Linked DNA regions of Ovis aries: region 1 is linked to region 2. A link is a contact called in public Hi-C data. All regions are on one chromosome and are shown on one strand. Each heading gives the region's core, a stretch centred on a gene start, on an enhancer-like site or on the middle of the called end of the contact. The rest is flanking DNA. Distances are from core to core; before and after follow the strand shown.

Region 1 (6,111 bases), core at 2,894-5,393, 67 kb after region 2:
AACGTGTCCTTTAAGCTGCCAAAGGCATTCATTCAGAATTTCATCAACTTCAGGGACTTGGCTCAAAGCACAATGGGGTAGAGTCTCTAGAGACAGAGAATGCGATTAAGATGAAAGAAATCCTACAAGGAAGGAAAGCTCTCCGTGCATGAACCAATTCTGTGTATAATGATAATATAAAGCCAATTTTTTGAGACAGATCAAGGGCAACGGTAACTCAGAAAACCACTGTGGTCACGGCGGATGCTGGAATTACCAACTGCTTGCGTTTGTATCTATTTAAATTTCTAGTCTTCCTTACTTAGATCTCAGATCTGGAAGTTCAGGCTCATCTGTAGACACCTCCAGGATGACTTCAAAGCCCAGGCTTTGAAGTCAGACGTGTGTTAACTTTGTGACTCTGGGCAAGTGGACTAAAGCCCAGAGCTTCAGTTCCCTCTGTAAAACAGACACCCACATGCTACAGAGTGGCTTTGAACATTAGAGCTACATGTACATAAAGTGCAGAGGACTGTGCGGAACATACAGTAAGTCCTCCAGCTGTCATTTAATAGAAGGTTAAAGTGGAAAGATGCTGCTTAGGTGAAACCATGGAAAACAGCTGTATGCAGGTAGTGGTGGGGTCCAGGACAAATATTATTCCCACCCCATCATTCTCTTTCCCATATTATGATACTTAAGTCTCCATATACTTTCAGGAGTAATGGTAGATCAGATTTATAACTCACATCTACAATATTTGTTTACTTATTTAATATTAAACTCATCCTCCATGCCAATGAGTTTTCAAAAGTCAGTGTTTAAAAAATAATCACTTTCTACAATTCAGGAATGACTTCTGGGACTCATTCTCTTGCGCAAAAATCCTTTCACAAGAGACTTCTGTTAAAACTGAGATTCTATGCAGCCAGACACACTTCCCTCAGCTTAATTAAGGGTCACCCAACAGTTAACGAGTCCAGCTTCCCGGAAGGCTGGCTCTGTCTCTGGTTTTATGTCAGTGTGGTAGAAGGGCTAACTACCCGCTCAACTGCGGAGGCCTCTGAGCTCCTGAGGACCTGCCCAAATGGGTCTGCACCGTGACACTCGTTGAGACACTGGTTTCCATGGCAGCCCTTCAAGCCTTAATGCACATCTCATTAACATGCAAGTTCTGGATCAGGAGGGCTGGGCAGGGCCCCAAGACAATATGAGCTCCCGGATGACGCCAATTTCCAGACCACACCAGGAGGAGCAAGGGTCTCCAGGGCCAAGTCGACAGGATTCACAAACCAATCGGTACACAGCGTCCCTCCGTCCTCGGGGTCCAGGGACAGCAGCTTCCAGCTGACTGTCTCCAGGGAGTTACTGAATGATGGAGGTTGTGCGAAGTCAGCAAAGTACACTTAGAACTCCGAGAGGAAAGCCAGAGAGACAATATTCACAGGGACCATTTTCTCCAGCTGAAAACACCTCCCATCCCTCCAAGCTCTTTTCTCCTAGGAAGATATCCTTTTTGTTAGCTCTCACAGGTTGTTTGAGTAGCCGTTAATGAAAACACATCAAGACACTGCTCATGTCTCCTGTAAGAGTCTCAGTGTAGGAAAAAACACTGCACTGTTTTCCAAAGTTTGGGGGGTTGGGGGGGGGGTGCTGTGGAAATGACAGTAACAGCGTAACAAATGAAATCAGCTTAGAAGGCTAATCAGGCGCTCACGGTTTCTGAAAATTGGACATGCATTCTGTAACTGTCATTGACTTATGGGCAGTCTTGACTTTCAGGGACCAAATAATGAGCAAACCATCTCAGGGACACATTCCATGTTAAATCAAGGTTTTATGCTGTAGTGATGGGGGGAAATGCATCCTAAGAAACAGTGTGGATGAAATCCAGGGCTGGAGCCAGGCAGAATCCTGAAGCCGCCACCACCAGCTCAGGTCCCCGGCTGGGTAGACCTTGCTTACCTGTTAACTTCTCCAAGACTTTACCTGCCAACTGAACCACACTCCAGTCTTCCCTACTAATTCACATTTCTGTTTAGTGTTGACCGCCCACGGCTCAGAGAATCCCTTCCCAAGGATTCACAGGACTGTTGGCTCCCTGAACTGATCACTGTCATTCTGTTGCCAGCAGATTTCTAAAGTGTGGTCTGTGACGTAGCTGGCGGTGCTTTTTCACCAGCCCTGAAACCATCCACACCTGGGCCTTAGAGTGTGTGCAGCTTTTTGCAGCTGAGACCATGGGGAGTCATCTGCTACCACATCATTAGGGCAACTTCCTTCTCTTTCAAACTCACTTTTGAGGAGTACCCTGTTATCCTGTACTGCCCAGGGTTGATTCTGGCACCTAGACAGTACAGGAATCGCGGAGATAGAATCTGCTGGGAGTGTGTGATCCCTGGACCTCGAACACTATACCTTTAAAACGCAGGCAACTCACAAGTCTTTGTGGGTGCGTGCCTCCTTCTGGTGAAGGCACGGGGACACTGCCCGTGGTCCCCTATGGTGACAACGAACCGCTCCTCACGTTCAGAGAGCTGCACGCAGGGAACACTGACTTCCCTCAGAACTGCCTGGGGCAGTTTTCCAATCAGACGCCCTGGCTCTCGTCACATTTGCTTTTAACAAGCACCCAGGTGATCTGCGGACCAAATTTTCAGGAAGATGGATCCTCTTCCGTGACTCAACCATCTTGACGCTTTTGGTTTTTACGGAACAACCTTATCCACCGCCCGCCCAGAGGCCGTGACAAAGTTACACTCTGTCCCGGCAGAAGGTCAACAGAGAGCTAGGGACTAAGGATTTCCTTGTTGACTTTATGTTCAAAACAAAACGCAATCGGAACCACTTATCTTGGCTACGCCTCGCTATGCCGCACCGCTTACCCCACTGTCCCATCCCCTTTCTTCATGAAACTGGCAACCTTTCCTCCAACCACCACGCCAGCATCTCGGGGAGCGGTAAACCACCGCCTTCGGGTTCTGAGAGCAGAAACTCCAGGTGCGGACACTCAGTTGCCCGTGGTTGCTCCGGCTCAGAAACCACACACACAAGGGGAAAGAAAAAGTTTGCACCAGAGAGGACAGAGCACCCCACCGGTGGCCGCGGTCCCCGAGCGCGTCTCCAGGCCCCTCCTGCGGGCGCCGCCTCCCGGACCAGCCCGGTCAGCCGAGCCCCGGGGCTTACCTGAAGCACGTAGTGAGCTCCCCCGAAGGCTTCAGACACGGATACTTGGTCGTGGCGATGTTGTTTTCCGAGCAGATTTCTCTGAAAAAGTTAGGGGAACTTGGTTGGCCGCTCCGTGCGAGAGTGGCCGGCAATGCGCGCCGGTCATCCGCGTTCCGCGCGCCGAGGCGGCGCCGGTCCCCGAGCGCGGACGCGGGGAGGACCCCGAGGTCCGGGCCGGCGAGGGTCCCACGCAGCGAACCGGCCCCCAAGAGAAAGAAGAAGTACAGAAGCGGGACACTGACGGCGGCAGGAGGGCGGCGCGCGGTGTCACCGAGCCCCGAGCCCCGGACGCGGGAGCCCGGGGTGTGCGCGCGGAGAGGCGCCTACCCCGGAGTCTACGAAGCTGTTTCCTTAACCCAGGATGGGTGAGCGCCGGGGGAAGCCGAGAGCGCGCGGGGCACCGGCGGGGTGGGATGGGGAGAGGGTACCGCCTGCGCCCGGGAGCCGGGAGCGCACGCAGCAGGGACCCGCAGCGCGAACCTGTCGCCGTCGCCCGGCTCCTCGCGGTAGCTCCACGCGTGTCCTAGCGCCAGGAGCAGCAGCAGCGGACCCAGGCTCCTGCCCAGCCGGCCCCTCGCCGCCCCTGCCCGGCTCGGAGGCGGCGGCACCATCGGGGACGCTCGCGGCTTCTTGGCGGCGCTGGCCGCCTCTCCAGCCCTGCGCCCGGCTCCTCCGCGCGCGCCGCCGCCTGCCTGTCCCCGGCGGGGGGCGCCCGAGGCCGGGGGCTTCGGAGCCACCTGCGCGCCGCGCAGGGCTGCGGGGCTCGGGGCTGGGGCGCAGCGGCGCCAGCCGGGCAGCGGGGCTGGGACGCGGGGCCCGCGGGGTCCGGGCGGTGTCGCTTCCGAGGCTCACGCCGGACAAACGGACGCGCTCCGCTCGGCTCTGGGCGGCGCCCTCCCCGCCGGCCCCTTCCTCCGCTGGGCGCCGCGCGCGGCGTGCGGAGCGCGGGCGGCCGCTGGCATTTTACCCCGGGGTCGCAGAGCCGGGGCGGGGGAGGAGGCGGGGGGCAGAGGGCTTAACACGCCTCCTTCCCGCGGTGGGCTGGCTTCCAAGGACGCGGGTCAGGCCCGTGTTTTCCTCCCGCCCATCGAGCGTCTACACTGCCCGCCGCCCCGCCCCCGCGCCCCATCTCCTTCGTAGAAGGGAGGACGCAGGAGGTGAAGGCGGCCCAGCCTGAAACCAGAGAGTGTCTGTTTCCAGTCCCTTAGCCCTCCGGTCAAACAAGTAACGAGCTCTGGTCAGCCCTTTCCGAGGACTGTGAAACAGATTACCAGCCCAAGTTCGATGCATAAAGCAGGGCACTCAAAGCCGGTGCTCTGGGACAACCGAGGGGGATGGGGTGTGGTGGGAGGGGGCTCAGGATGGGGGACACATGTACACCGTGGCTGGTTCATGTCGATGTGTGGCAAAACCACCACGACACTGTAAGTAATTAGCCTCCAATTAAATAAATTAATTTTAAAAACCCTCTTGCTTTAATGCTGTTTCCACACCATGCACACAGGCGAAAGCTGGAAACTCCTGGAAGATCAGGGGAGACACTGAAGGGGCCGGTTCATCAGGGGCCTGCGGCCGGCTGGTTAACGCAGGGCTAAGAGGTCTCCTGAAACCCCCGGGCTGCGGGGCCTTTAATCAGGTCAGCTGGTGTTCCCACGTGTAACTGGTAGGCCTTTGCATCTTCACACTTGGTTGCCCATTCGGCGTTTCCGTGCCTGCCTGTTAAAGAGTAACTCCTGACAAACGTGCCCCGCTGAGCGAGCCCCAGTGGTCGCTGCCCAGAAACGAGGTTGTGATGTCCAGCCTCTAACAAACCCATGGTTTCTGCAGCTTTCCCGTGGAGGAGAAAAGACAGCTTGATCACAGGTTACTAAGGTTCTCATGGGTTAGGTGCAGGCGTTTTGATTCAAAATATTCTGGGCCACTGAGAATCACCCTATGTGTCTGACATCTTTCAAAGCAGTGGTATCCTCATTGTCCTGTAGAATGTTTTTATATTTTCCAAAGGTTTTTCACATTTATGACTTTATTTGATCCCATATCCCTTGAAACTAGGAGTCCGACTTCAGTGAGGTGGGGTGTTTGTTTTTTTTTTTTTTCCCTGTAAAACTTACACAGGCATGGCAGGGTACAAATCAGACTTGATTTGAATCAAACAAAAGAAGTGAATTTTCACATGGTCAGGAGACACTTCAGGAACTTTTAAAACCTGACGGTGACCATCAAAAGTCAGAAAGAAAGAAACAAAGTGGATTCAAACCCAGGATGCCTGGCTCCCAAGGTCAGTAACTTTGGCAAGTGACCTTTCTGAAACTTAGTTTTCTCATCTGTAAAATGGAGAAAACTCCCTATAAGCGTTTAAGAGTAATGAAGAAGGTGATGCGTATGATACCTTTTCCCAGTGGCTGGTGTATATATTGAGCGCTCAGTAGACATTAACTTATCATTTTGAGCCTAAATGATTATATTACACAGGATTTTCAGTTTTAACTTTTTAACTTTCTGCTTTTAGATAAATAGGAGTTTATTTCACAACAGCTGTTTGAGTTCCTAAAGAGATACCCCTCTAAGCACGTGAAAAAGAAACACACCTTAGAGGCTGTAAAATTTGTGTCACTTTAGAGGCCATTCTTAGGAGGGTCTATTTTTATTTTCTTAGCTGTTACTCTGTTTTTACGTCTGGCTGTCTTTTTTCTCCTCTTTACTCATTTGCTTTTCTACTGTTGAAATTGTGGATGTTGGTTCTACAGGTCATTAGTTACCTCGTTAAATAGTTAATAAGCCATATATGGGGACAGGGAGCTTTCCCGAGACAGAAATTCAAGCTGTAGATGATAAAAGCAAAATCAAATCTGTTGATTTGGGAGTCGAGGAGCTGACTTTGAGGCCTCCTTGTTTTCAGCCCCG
Region 2 (5,982 bases), core at 2,711-5,210:
CTTAAGAGAAAACTGAAAAATCTTAATATGTATTACTCCCCAAGTACCTGTTTATATTAAAAGCATAAATGATTTAAGTAATCACATTGGAAATCATGATACCATCATGCATTATGCATTTACTATTTGTCTGGATCCTAAAATGAAACTTCAAAATATTTTACTTTTTCCTCAATGTCTAGTTAGATTATCAAACGAGTGATCATACTAAGTTTTTTCCAAATTCCAAGCCTGTTGTCCTAAAACTATATATTAATTCTTCCTTCTCATTTGTTTGTAGTATCTGCTTGATTATAAAGTCTCAGATGTTCTAGTTCCTTTTATGATTCATCCCATTGAACATTTGGGTGGATACAACACACACTTAAATGAGTTCGTCTTTATATTTATTATTATTTGATTAGACTGGCCACATCTTAAAATTCTCTCACCGCTTTACTGCTCCAAACAGATTTTATATATGATTTTAAACCCACAGATATAAAAATACAACCTCTCCTTATTTGGATGAAGGGAAGGAGTCAAACTACTTCAGCTACACTCATACCTAACTTCAGCTTTTTTTGTTTTTGGTTACATGGCATGCAGGATCTTAGTCCCCCACCAGGGGTCAAACCCGCAGTCCCTGAAGTGTGGGTCTTAACCACTGGACCACTGCAGCAGTGTCCACAAACTGCTAGGGGTCTACACATCACTGATGAAGAAGAGAGACCGGATCCTCTGAACACCAGTCACAGGCGGGAAGCTGATGGCAGAGAGGCAGACCAGAGAGGGTGCGGACTCACTGTCCCATTTCTCGTTTCTACAGCTTCTGTCCTTCATCCGTGTAAGCCGAGCTGGGAGAGCAGGGAGGCGGGCGCAGAGGTACCCGTGGAGGAGGACGCACAGGGGCAGCAGACAGACGCACACACACCCCCCTGCATCATGAGACCCCCACGCCGGTCCCCCTCGCAGCATGAGACGCCCCGCCGGGCCTCCCCGCAGCATGAAACCCCTGTGCCGGTCCCCCTGTAGCATCAGAGCCCATGCCGGTCCCCCCCACAGCACGGGACTCCTGTCCCCGGGCCTCCCTGCAGCATGAGACCCCCCGCGCTGGGCCTCCTGGCAGCATGAAACCCTGCACTGCCCCCCCCTCCACCCCCGCAGCATCAGACCCCCGCACCAGGCCTCCCCACAGCATGAGAACCCCGCGCCTGGCCTCCTCGCAGCATCAGACCCCACATCGATCCCCCTCACAGCATCAGACCCCCGCCCCCGGTCCCGGTCCCCCCACGCCGGTCCCCCTCGCAGCATGAGAGCCCCGCGCCCGGCCTCCTCACTGGCCTGCGCGTCTCCGTGTCACCTCGGGCCTCTGGGCTGCTTCCTTCTTTCTCCCAGGGACCTGGAGGAATTCCCTGGATGGGGAAAAATCCACTTCTGCTCAGGCTTCCTGAGCATGTTCTGAGCTGGAAGGGACCACCTGCAGCGCTCCGTGTATCTCCCCCTGGCTGTGTAGGGAGAGCATCCAGAGGAAAAGCCGAGCCCCTTGTGGCTTTCAAACGCGTTTGTTTTTACCTGAGTCAGCACAAGTCCTCCCATTGTACTTGGCAGGATCTCAGCTTGGTTGCCAATGGAAAGGGCTTCCAGAATAATGTTCCTGCACTGGCCAGGCCCCTCAGGGCAAGTGAACTTCGGTGCATGGGGCCGGGAGGGGGCAACCACTGTGGGCAGAGCAGGTATTTGAAGGCGGTCATGCGGTCCAGCGCAGCACTACCCAGAGCTGGGAACGTGCAGTGAGACGGTCAGAACGATCCAGAAGGCCAGGGCTATCCTGGAAAGGCTTCCGGGACTCTGCAACAGCACAGCAAGGGCTGGGAATCCAGGGGCTGCTGGGAAACAGCCCAGAACAAAGCCCACGCACACTCAGGTCAAGCAGATTTAAGAGGGAAAGGTCTGGAGTCTACCCTTGGTCTGAAGGTGCAAAGATGGACAGTCCGTCAGGACGAGTCGAATCAGCCCCTCATTCCTGTTGGACTTGAACCTGGACTGGCACATCTTCTGAGAGCCTGGCCACCTGTGCTGGAACCCTGGCGTCAGTGCTCCCACTGCCCACGATGGGCACTGCTGGGCCTCCCGCCTTCGAATACAGAGGGCTCAGATGCATGGATGCGTGTGAGCGAGCGTGCTAGGTCGCTTCAGTCCTGTTCAGCTCTTTGTGGTCCTATGGATGGTAGCCTGCCGGGCTCCTCTGTCCATGAGATTCTCCAGACGAGGGTACTGGAGTAGGTTGCCATGCCCTCCTCCAGGGGATCTTCCCGACCCAGGGATTGAACCCACATCTCTTATGTTCAGGTACATCGATAAATAACCCTAAGTAACAAGTGCTACAATTTTAAGCAAATACTGCATGCCTCCCATTACCTAGGTTGTAACCAAATCCCAAACTGGTCCTCCAAAAAGATACGGGACCATTCCCATTTTACAGATGAGCAAAAAGAGGCTGAGAGGTGGGAAACCTGCTGGTCCCGCTGCTGGCTGGACTCAGATCTCTTGACTCCAAAGCCTATCTCCCTCCTGTCATCTGTGTGGCCCCAGCGCCCAGATGAGAGAAGGGGACAGCCTGTGTTGGGGATGGGGAGAAACACAGCCACCAGCTCTTCATTCATTGCCTTAATATCAGACGCAGGAGCTTGACTCCACATGGGGACCGTGCAGTGCCCAGATGCTATGGTTAGAGTTGGGCCATGGACTCACGCTCACACTTCATCTACAGGAGACTCCAGCCTACAAGACAGTTGCACAACCCCTACGCCGAGAACCCCGTCTGCAGGGGCCCTTCCGCACCCCAGCCCTGCCCCTGAATGAGTCAGCGCCTGCCTTCTCTCAGCGCCGCTCCACCTCGTCAGCAGGTGCCCAACTTTGCCTCCAGGTCCAACGTCCCCTTGCTGTTCTCTTTCACGACACTCCCCAAGGGTGCTTCCCGCCGTTACCTAAGTGCTCCGGAGAACCTTCAATGACGGGGCCACCTCAAGGCCACCCGTCTTAAGTCCTGCATGGATGAATCAACGGACACGGTCCTGCCCAAATCATCATTTGACCGCAGAGTGGCCATTCCACACAGACGCAGAGGTCAGCAATCCTGCTCAGAACTTCGTGGGACGTCACCTACTGGAGTGAGCGGCACAGGCTGCAGTGCACCCTCCTAAGTGTTCTCACGAGCAGCAGCTCTTCCTGATTGCTGCAGGGTTCTGGTGCAAGTCAAGAGCTCTGCGGCGCCAGATCTGACGGAAACACGGCTGAGAAACCTGACACTGTTCGGGATTTCAAAGGCAGCGCAGACGGCAGGATGCAAAGGGCCCGCTGACCGCACTGACTGCCGCGTCCACCGCCGCGTAACTGCTGCCATTTGTGAGTGCCCGCGCTGAGTCCTGTGAAGCTCTGCCCACTCCCTCAGTCAGCTGGGAACCATCACTGTCTCCCACGACACAAAGACCATGGTGCATGGGCAAGGCACATGTCCAAGACACGGAACGCAGAGACGGCGGAGCCAGAACGCAAGCCCAGCTGCCTCCTGGCCCCACCAGCCGGGTGGCACCCTGCCTCTTGCTGAGCACAGTCTGCTCAAGGACAGGGGTCCTCCTGGGTCCTGACTCTGCAGGATCACACCCTCGGAATACATCCACCCACGTGGAACTTGAGCGGCCGTGGGCTTGACCCTCTCCCGAGTCTCACTCCGTGCCTGCTGGGGCTCAGAGCAGCACTCCCGAGCCGGGAGGGGGCACTTTTTGTTTACGAATCTCGGATTCAGCCTTCTCTCCACTCAGAAGGATAAAGACATTCACCAGCGACCACAGAGAGGGGTAGAGTCTGCGTTACCGAAAGCACGGCTGGTTTGTTTTTAAGGACACACATGAATTCAAAGGAATGCCTGGTTGTGCAATCAAAAGCACAGGCTGAGAGCAGAAGAGAGCCAGTCACGAGCGGCCCCTCACTCTGGGGGAGGCGGTCCAAGGCTGTCAGAATGAATCGTGTGGTTTTTATTAAACATGTTCCCCAGTGCATAAAGACCCAAACCACAAGGCCACTAGGAATAACTCGTTCCAAATGATGGAGGGGTGTGTGTGTGTGTGTGTGTGTGTGTGTGTGTGTATGTGTGTGTGTGATGAACTGAACGGAATCACACAATCACCTTTCTGCATAAAAAAGAGGGCGGTCTGGCCTCCGAGGTCACAAGAAAGGCAATTTAAGCTGTGCAGCTGCCTGCTCGCTTCTCAGAGCTTCTGGTCGAGAAGTTCTTTGCAGCGCTAGCTGCCCTTATTCCTCACTGCCAGGCTGGCAGAGGACATTATTGATATTTCCTTTTCATTGGCCAGACCTTAACATCTCAGCCTCAAATTCCCGTTGGCCTGTGACAGAACCATTCCAAGGCCATGAGAGAACATTTGGGACCCAGCTGCAGAGACAAGAGCATCTCGAGTTGAAATGAGGGGACGCGCGAGGGTGGGAGGAGGAAGCAGCGGGGAGGGATGCATCACTCCTGAAACACGCAGGCGATTTCAACTGCTTCCTCCGCTTTTAAAATTTGTGACTGTTGGCATGCCAACATCTAGCAAACATAACTTTCCAACCTCAGTGTACTCTAGGGACTAAGAACAAAAAACAGAGTTAGGCTTCCTGCTGCTTAAACAGAAGGCACAGTTGAGTTTTTCAGTACTGTTAGAGGTGGTGGCCACGAAACAGGCTGAGCAAAGACCAAGAGGGCCTCGGCTTCCTCTTAATACAAGCACAGAGGCCACAGCTGTTGCAAGCCCGAGAGGCTTTTAGACACGGCAAAAAAAAAAAAAAAAAAAAAGGAATGCGCCTCAGACAAGCTCAGAGTCAGACTTGCCACCAGCCCCTATTGGCCAGGTTGCTTCCCCAGGGTTTCATCTGGGTTCACCAGCCCTCAGTCATTCCTCGGGCTCTTATTAGTTAATTAATCACCGGGCTCTGATTGTGCTCAGCAGCTTAGTCATGTCCGACTCTTTGCAGTCCCATGAGCTGCAGCTGGCCAGGCTCCTCTGTCCATGGGATTTTCCAGGCAAGATGACTGGAGTGAGTTGCCATCTTCTTCTCCAGGGGATCTTCCCAACCCAGGGGTTGAACCCAGGTTTCCTGCATTGCAGGCAGATTCTTTACCAACTAAGTCAACAGAGAAGCCCAAGGCTTTATTACTTTACTTGTATTATTCACTGACCTTAAGAAGGCAACGTGCTCATGGATAAAGGAGATAGTGTAAAAGGGAAGAACAAATCTGGCCCCACATTGGATCTGTTTCTTCAACATTGTATTCTGTCCCTTTTGCTATAAGAATTGTTGCCTATTGTCTAAAACATACAGGAAGGCCCATTCTCAAGGCTCCAACCTTTAAAGGTATAAATTTTCCCATTCATATGGAGATAAAACGTTGCAGACCAAGAACAGCATGCCGTGTTGGAGATTTACCGGAACACCGTGAACTGACCTATGTGGACAGTTGCAAGAACAAAGGCTCCTGACACCAAGAAGCCTGCATCACTCAATCACACCACCACCACCCCCTTTAGTATAAAGGAAGCATCAACTCTAACCCAGGTTAAGATGGTTCTTTGGGACAATAGCCCACCATCTTCTGGGTCTGTTGACTTTTCAAAGAAAGTCTCTATTCCTTGCCCCAACAACTTGTGCTTTGATTTACTGGCCTGTTGTGTGGTGAGCAATACAAGTTTGAACTCAGCAGCAACAAGACCTCATGATAACTGATGGTTCTCAACCATGGCTCTGCACCAGCTGCAGGGTTTAATGTATCACCCACAGCCCAGTCTCCAGGAGGCCAAGGCATCCAGGATTTTTAACCCCACCCCCACCCCCGTCCCAGGTTGGACACTAATGTCATAAATGGAATCTGAGATGCCCTGCTTTAAGTAGAAGGTCAGACCCACACAAAAGCATCAAACCGTAGCCAGGTACTAATGTTTACAGGGA

What was found. Hi-C and Micro-C count contacts between places; a contact is called where the count stands out from the background.
Region 1: a Hi-C map of tail adipose tissue shows a contact between it and region 2, with 2.2 times the contacts expected there. The contact joins the promoter of CCBE1 here to the enhancer-like site in region 2. A contact is called at or near these places in 2 of 16 Hi-C or Micro-C datasets (skin fibroblasts and tail adipose tissue).

What each region holds. Positions count from the first base shown.
Region 1 is chr23:58,942,885-58,948,995 of ARS-UI_Ramb_v3.0, forward strand. It overlaps CCBE1 (collagen and calcium binding EGF domains 1), which reads right to left and starts at 4,144. Exons shown (of 12, transcript XM_042239137.2): 1 at 3,688-4,144; 2 at 3,166-3,246. The coding sequence starts at 3,818.
Region 2 is chr23:58,876,246-58,882,227 of ARS-UI_Ramb_v3.0, forward strand. All of the region lies in intron 2 of CCBE1 (collagen and calcium binding EGF domains 1), which reads right to left. Among named protein-coding and RNA genes, the nearest start is that of CCBE1, 68 kb to the right of the region's middle. Within about 2 kb of position 3,961, at least 15 of the 54 cell types and tissues checked have an H3K27ac peak or open chromatin away from gene starts, as enhancers often do. A contact at or near this core is called in tail adipose tissue, where this site is marked.